Linked DNA regions of Sus scrofa: region 1 is linked to region 2. The links are chromatin contacts, called in public Hi-C maps. All regions are on one chromosome and are shown on one strand. Each heading gives the region's core, a stretch centred on a gene start, on an enhancer-like site or on the middle of the called end of the contact. The rest is flanking DNA. Distances are from core to core; before and after follow the strand shown. Region 1 has its middle 46 kb from the start of RYBP. Region 2 has its middle 130 kb from the start of RYBP.

The links. A called contact is a pair of places that touch in the nucleus more often than the background predicts.
Region 1: a Hi-C map of liver shows a contact between it and region 2, with 1.5 times the contacts expected there. The contact joins two enhancer-like sites. A contact is called at or near these places in 2 of 47 Hi-C or Micro-C datasets (both in liver) and 1 of 2 datasets of contacts at active chromatin or transcription factors (skeletal muscle).

Annotation. Positions count from the first base shown.
Region 1 is chr13:53,853,402-53,857,113 of Sscrofa11.1, reverse strand. No RefSeq gene overlaps it. Among named protein-coding and RNA genes, the nearest start is that of RYBP, 46 kb to the right of the region's middle. Within about 2 kb of position 2,298, at least 3 of the 83 cell types and tissues checked have an H3K27ac peak or open chromatin away from gene starts, as enhancers often do. A contact at or near this core is called in liver, where this site is marked.
Region 2 is chr13:53,676,596-53,680,187 of Sscrofa11.1, reverse strand. No RefSeq gene overlaps it. Among named protein-coding and RNA genes, the nearest start is that of RYBP, 130 kb to the left of the region's middle. Within about 2 kb of position 2,332, at least 5 of the 83 cell types and tissues checked have an H3K27ac peak or open chromatin away from gene starts, as enhancers often do. A contact at or near this core is called in liver, where this site is marked.

The DNA of each region.
Region 1 (3,712 bases), core at 1,049-3,548, 180 kb before region 2:
TAGTCACCAGTTTTCTGAGCATGCGCTCCCTATTTTTGCCTCTGCTTTAGTGCACACTCAGCCCCCATTCTTTGCCCACCTGTTGGTATTCACACATCTGTATAGGGCTGGCTGATGTAATCAATAGGACATTGTAGAAATGCTGGAGCCTGACTTCCCATGTTAAGTCATAAAAGTCATGGAAGTTTCTCTTCTGTTCTCTCTTGGATCACTTGCTCTGAGGGAGGCTAGCTGCCATATTAGGAGGACATTCAAGCAGCCCGGTGGAGAGGTCCACGTGGTGAGGAATTCCTGTCAACAGGCATGAGCTATTGTGGAACTGGATCTTCTCACCCTGATCCAGTCTTCAGATGACAACATTCCCAGCAGATACCTTGACCCCATCCTGATCCAGGACCTCTAGCCAAACCACGCTCTAATTACTGACCCACAGAAACCGTGTGAGATCATATTTATTTTTGTTTTGAGCTGCTAGTGTTTGAAGTAATGTGTTCTGCTGAAAAAGGTAATTAGTAGTCCCCCTCTTATCTATAAAGTTTACTCCTTTCCTTTCCAAATTCTCTCTCCCTCAAGGCTCAAGTCAAATTCTTCTTCCTGCCTGAATTCTCCAACCCAGAGGGATCACTCATTCCTTAAGCCCATGCCTGTCTTTCTCATTTGGGGTTCACTGGATGGAACTAGAAGGAAAGACAGCTAAAGCCAAACCCAATATCTGTTGTATCTTTGTTAGTAGATGACTACATAATTTATCACCTGTACCAGACACTTCTGAGAGTGAAAAGGGGTGCTATTGGAGGTCTCCCATGGTGCAGTGGGTTAAGGATCCAATGGTGTCACTGCAGTGGCTTGGGTCGATGCTGTGGCCTGGGTTAAATTCCTGGCCTGGGAACTTCCACGTCCACAGGAGCAGCCAAAGAAGAAAAGAAAAGAGGGGAGTTCCTGTTGTGGCGCAGTGTGAAACCGACGAATATTTATGAGGCTGTGGGTTTGATCCCTGGCCTCACTCAGTGGGTCAGGGATCTGGCATTGCTGTGATGTGCCGTGTAGGTCACAGATGCGGCTGGGATCCTGTGTGGCTGTGGCTGTGGTGTAGGCTGGCAGCTGCAGCTCCAATTCAACCCCTAACCTGGGAACTTCCATATGCTGCAGGTTTGGCAAAAAGAAAGAAAGGAAGGAAGGAAGGAAGGAAGGAAGGAAGGAAGGAAGGAAGGAAGGAAGGAAGGAAGGAAGGAAAGAAAAGTGGTGCTATTAGTAATGATCCTGGGAATCAGTAAAATCCAGGATGGTTTTAGGTAAAAAGATATCATTCAGTTACCCCACCCCTAAGAGGTGCCAACACCTCTCTGAAAATGTAATAAGAGAGAAAAAATTGTTTAGGAGACTTGCAGTTTTACTTGCCTAATGCTTGGATGTACCAAAAAAAAAAAAAAAAAAAAAAAAAAAAGAGTAGCTTCTTTATTTTGCTATAATAGATATTTTTCCTTGCACATCTCCACCCAGCTAAAGCGTCAAGAGGGAAAATATGATTTTATGCCAGGCTGGTAATTTATTTATTTATTTTATAATGATTTTTATTTTTTTCCATTATAGCTGGTTTCCAGACTGGTAATTTAAACAGTCTCTGAGCAGTTCTCACTGTGGCGCAATGGGATCAGTGGTGTCCAGGGAGCACTAGGATGCAGTTTTGATCCCCAGCCTGGCACAGTGGGTTAAGGATCCAGTGTTGCTGAAGCTTCAGCTTAGGTCACAGCTATGGTTTGGATCTGATCCCTGGCCTGGGAACTCCATGAGCTGTGAGGTGGCCAAAAAAGAAAACAAATTAAAACAAAAACAAAAACAAAAACAGTCTCCGAGATTGCTCAGTGGTGACATGTCTGAGCAGAGGGGGGAGTGCAGCCAGAGTTCCAAGCCCCATCTCCCCATCCCCATCATTGCCAAATCCCCCCTCATCACTTAAGGTGAAAACATGGGCATCTGAGGGACCAGTAGAAAGTGGGAGAAGATCCTTTCAAGAATGATTGGTCTGAAGTGCTACCTGCACTAAGAGGCCATGAAGGGACTATTTTCCCACCTTTGGAGCAATGTTCTAGTACTGGAGCCATCTCTCATGGGTATGGGGGTTAAGCCTTACACAAGTGCACCCACAGAAGGGCTGAAATCTGGCCAGGGCTTTCCTAGGAGAGCCATGAGCAGGTGGGGCTGTGTGTGTCAGAAGAATGAAACTCTTTCCAGTTTGCACAAAGGCATTCCATGAGCCAGGACAGAACTTGGCCAGTGCCCAGGGTCCAGGTTATTGGCTCTTGGCTTGGCATGCTTTGCTTGTGGTGGCTTGTTGGTCCTGCTCACAGGCTAGAGCTGGTTCCAAGCTCTTTTGGCACCTCCCTGATCCCATATGAGGCCCACGGAAGATTCTAGATCTCCTATATTACTGGTACAGGCCACAGAGGGTCCAAGCATCTTCCTTCCTATACAATCCTCTAGATAACCACCTGTACACCATTGCTTCTGGCCCCAGAGACACATGGCTTTAAGCTAGAAGCAGATCCCCACCCCCAGGGGCTGGCAAGACTTCCTTGCCCTGTGCCCTGGATGTGATCCACTTACCCTGGGTAGTCTTACATTTTCCCCATCATTTTCTGGGTGTTTCTAAATCTCCTCTCCCTAGAGACATTTGACTTTATCAATAGTCTGCAAGCTCCCCTTCCTTCCCACCACCCTCCCAGGATAGCCTAAACAGGCTTGGGGCATTACTGGGAATAACAAAACTCAGTGATTAAAAGCCATACCTCTCCACCTTTTCCCTGTGGTACCACACATCACACAGAAAATTGTGTGTGTGTGTGTGATCTTGGAGGGGATCTGGAATCCCTGGGGATGGCTCTAGAGGATTAGTGGGGTACCTAGCTGCCCAGATCCTGCCAGGCTGTTCTGAGAGCAGATGGGACCAAGTCTCTTGGGGCCTGCAGAGGCACAGTAGCTGCAAAGCCCTATATAGAGCCCTAAACTTGACTTAGTGAGAAAGGAACTAGGAGTTCCTATTGTGGCTCAGCAGGTTAAGAACCCAACATAGTTTCCATGAGGATGCGAGTTTGATCCCTGGCCTTGCTCAGTGGGTTAAGGATTTGGCATTGCTACACACAGGTGCAGCTCAGATCCCAAGATGCTGTGGCTGTCATGTAGGCCGGTAGCTGCAGCTTGGATTCCATCCTTAGCCTGGGCACTTCCATTTACCACAAGTGTGGCTATAAAATGGGGGGGGGGAAAGGAACCAAGTAGTTGAGAAATACCTGTCCTCTAAAAGATCCTTGCTTTCAAGGCCATTGTCCCCACACAGATCAAGAACATCAGCTTAGAGACCAGTGCTGATCAAGGCCTATTTATTCGAAAAGATCTTTCTCCTTCCCTGGGGTGGTAAGTCTTCTGGCACAGCTCTAGAGGTGGGCAGCAGCAAGAAAACAGTGTCAAGGGGGAAACTAAAATATACAGGATCCCTGACCCAAGGATAAGGATGGGACCTGCTCTGGTGGTGGGTCGGGATGCAGGGGTGTGGCATCAGTGGGTGAGACCTCAAGGTAGCAGCACCCTTGAGACCCAATACCTTTGGTTAGACTGCTTACCACAGGAGCAGATTTCTATTACCTCCAGGGCTTTGGTTTTGTTGCTGGTTTGTGCAAATAAGGGGCCAGACCCGGGGAGGTGAGGAAGAGGAGGG
Region 2 (3,592 bases), core at 1,083-3,582:
GAGAATCTTGCAGTTGTAGCATCTTGAGAGCCTTTTCCCAGCAGCATCCGCAGCCCCTGCACAAACCACTACGATTCCTAGAGGGCTGCCAGGGGCTCAAGATGGACTGAGAAAACTCATCAGATAGAATGCCCGGGGAAGGAAGAATTTCCCATTGGATTGAAGTTTTCCATTCAGCCCCCAGACAGCCAATCTTTTTGCCAAAGAACTGCATTTTTCAAACTCTTTTCACCCTCCTGGTCCTCCAGTGGCCTCTTGGACAGGATCTCGGGAAATCTTCCTCCAGGAGGAAGATGCTGGAGGCTGCAGCAAGGCTGTGGGAGGCTGCCGGGGGTCTGCCTGCTTCTTCCCTCAGCGGCTAAGGCCAAGGGGCAGAAAATTGACTCTACCACAAGGGCCTGCAGATGCCTCTGCAGCGAAATGGCCTTTGGCTAGAGAGGCAGAGCAGGGAAGCCCAGATGGAATCTTGGAGCTGGGAAAGAGGATCTGTTGGCTGGCTGTCCCCATTGGCCTCTTGGTCCATCTCTCACTGTTAGCCTGGTGCTGATAATTCTGTTGAGTTGCAGTGCTTGCCCGACTTGGCAGTGAATTCAGAGGAGAAGGAGTTTTTCTCCAGCAGAGATGACTGTGTCTGTGGTTATTTGTGGTAAATGTGGTTGTTGGAGTTAGGGGTGGTGGAGGTGGGTGTGGCTTCACGTAGGGGGTTGGAGCCATGAGGGTGTTCATATGCCTAGCCGAGGTGATGGGCATCAGAGTATCTGCCTTCAGTGCCTGTCCATGTCCACCTCAGGGAAAGAATAAGTGACCTGAGAAAACCATACTCCTCAACCATCCTGGATGTCCACGAGCCCATCCAGAGGGAGCTGCTTCATCTTTCCACACCAGACCTTAGAGGAAAACCTTGTTCCTTTTCCAACTGTTGCCATGTATTCCATTGTAGATAGCTGATTCAGCTGCTGTGATAGGGCAGGAGGTGGCCAGAGATTAAACCAGTGTGGAAGCAGAGCTGATCGTCTGCAGGCTGGTCAGCGACTCGGGAGCGTCAGGCACAAAGCCCTGCCCAGCTGGTATCACACAGCATTTGCCTCTGGACCAGACTCACTCTCCCCTCTGCAGTGGGGAAGGAGGGTGGGATCTCATTTCATCCGCAAAACAACCTTATGAAGTAAGGTCCCTTGACACCGTTTTACACATGAATAAACTGAGGGACAGAGATGTTAAGAGTGTTACCAAGATCGCACAGCTGGTAAAGGGCAGAGCTGGGATGCAAACCCAGGCCTGACTGACTCTAAGGTTACCCACTTTTGTAACTATAGCTGCCTTGGCCTGGCCCTCGGGAAATGTGCTGAGGTCATGCTGATGATGGGGAAGCTAGAAGAACACAGCTGTGCCTTAGTCTCTGAGCCTCTTAAGAATCCCAGCTGTGACAGCAGCCCTCCCTGCCCACACTCAGTAGTTTAAAGTAGTCATGGCAGGGCTCTGGTTGTGGTCAGCAGTCTGATGCATGGCTTTTGGTTTGCTTGCTTTTGCCTAAAATCACCGGAACCTTGCAGGTGAAGCAAATCACTCAGCTTGAGTTGCGGAAGCCAATTGCCTCCCTTATGGACTTGCCCCTCCTGAGGGAAGCCTTTGCTCTTGTGTTGCCCGCTTTGGGGTGATCAATGTCAAAGCCAGGGTTCTGGACCCCACCATCAGCTTCTGTTCCCCTGCAGTAAGAGACCCCAGGCCTGGTAGGGACTGACACTGAGTGGGGGTGCAAATGTTGCCCCCTAAGTTCTCCCCAGTCCTGACCTCCTGTAAGCTACCTGTAGGGTTGGAAGTTTGGGCTGGGGTAGTCCCTGTGCCTGGCAGCCTTGGGCAGAGGTGCTGCCTGGGGCTCCCGCATGCTCGCTTTTTTGCATGCAGCACCTCCAGGCTGGGCCAACACTAATATTTACATTTGAAGGCAAGGCTGAAGCTCATGGCTGCTTCCTGTCCCCATGGCTTTCCTGGAACCAGGGGATGGAATGGCAGAGGGGGGTGTTAAGCGACTGCTTGTGTGGGCTGAGTGGGAGCCATGGAGATGCTGGGCAGGAATCAGGCCCACAGACTCAAATAACAAAAATAACTCTAGTGATTACAATAACAATCATTGATAAAGTTCTTGGTATATGTCAGAATCTAGGGTAAGTCTTTGCCATGCATTTTAGTTCTCACCGCAGTTTTTTAAGGCAGAGGTATTATAGTTTTATAAGCCAGAAGACAGAAGCAGAAAAGAGTAAGTAGTTTGCCCAAGAGCACACAGCTAGTAACTGATGGACCTGAGTAGCCAGCTGAGCATATGACCTTGGGGAGTCCAAGGATCAGTGTCTACAGGGGCCAGGAATTTTAGTGTAATGAGTGAAGCCTGGTAAGTACAAGGCATTAGGGAGAGGTGGGGACTAGGGTACCCTGGAGAGGAAACCCCTAATTCTCAGCTCTAGTTAGCTGTTGTCACAAGGCAATGTAGGCCCAGTGGGGCCAGCTTGTCTGATTTTCAAGAGAAAATCTTGGCATGTTTGTTTCTGTAATCAGGAGGGAAAATACATGTTTATACATCTACAGGTTTTTATTTGAAGTATTCCAATTTTTAAATGTTGGCAACACATTCCTTTTCTTAAAAAAACACAGCGGGAGCCAAGTCAAATGCAGCTTCGGCTGATCACTCGCTCTTACTGCAGAGCCCGGCTTGTTCTCCTGGCCAGACCTCTGCTTTCTCCATGGGGAAGGCAGGACTGAGAATTCAGCTCAAAGCCCACAGTCTTGGAGGGTCAGCCTCAAGCCATCTTTGGGCTGGGTACCTGGGGGGCAGTGGTACACTTACATCCAGTTAGTCGGGGTCCTGCTGGCCCCACACTTGAGAGAGCCACCTCCAGCTGTCCCCCTTCCTGGGAAGAAGAGGAGGGTCTTCTGGGCCAGGGGGCCAGCCCACCCGGATTTTCCCTCTCTTGGACCAGCACCTGGGTCCTGAGGCCCCCAGAATTCCATCTCCCAAAGGCCTTGAGCCCATGTTTGGGACTAGTATACCAGTTTTCTGTTGCTGTAAAGAACTACCTACAGCGAGTTCCCTTTGTGGCTCAGCGATAACAAACCCAAATAATATCTATGAGGATTCATTTGGACTCCTGGCTTCACTCAGTAGGTTGAGGATCTGGCATTGCTGTGAGCTGTGGTGTAGGTTGCAGATGTGGCTTGGATCCCATGCCATGGCTGTGGTGTAGCTCCAATTCGGCAACTAGTCTAGAAACCTCCATATGCCTTGAGTGCGGCCCTTAAAAGGAAAAGGAACTACCTAAAGTGTATGGTGTGAAGTTACAATCGTGTCATTGTGATGTCTCGCAGTCCTGGCTGGCTGGGTTGGCGCAGCTGTTCTCCCTCATGTCTTTCCTGCCTTCCAGTCGGTGGTGGCTGGGGCTGGAATAAGCTGGAGGTCCTTTCACCTAACTGCCTGCAGTAGATCTGGCTGTGGGCTGAGGCAGAGCCCAGGGCTGCTGGCTGGAACATCAGCACACAGTCTCTCCAGGGCCCCTGCTTCCTGACTGTCTGGCAACTGGCCCTCAGAACAAGGGTCTCG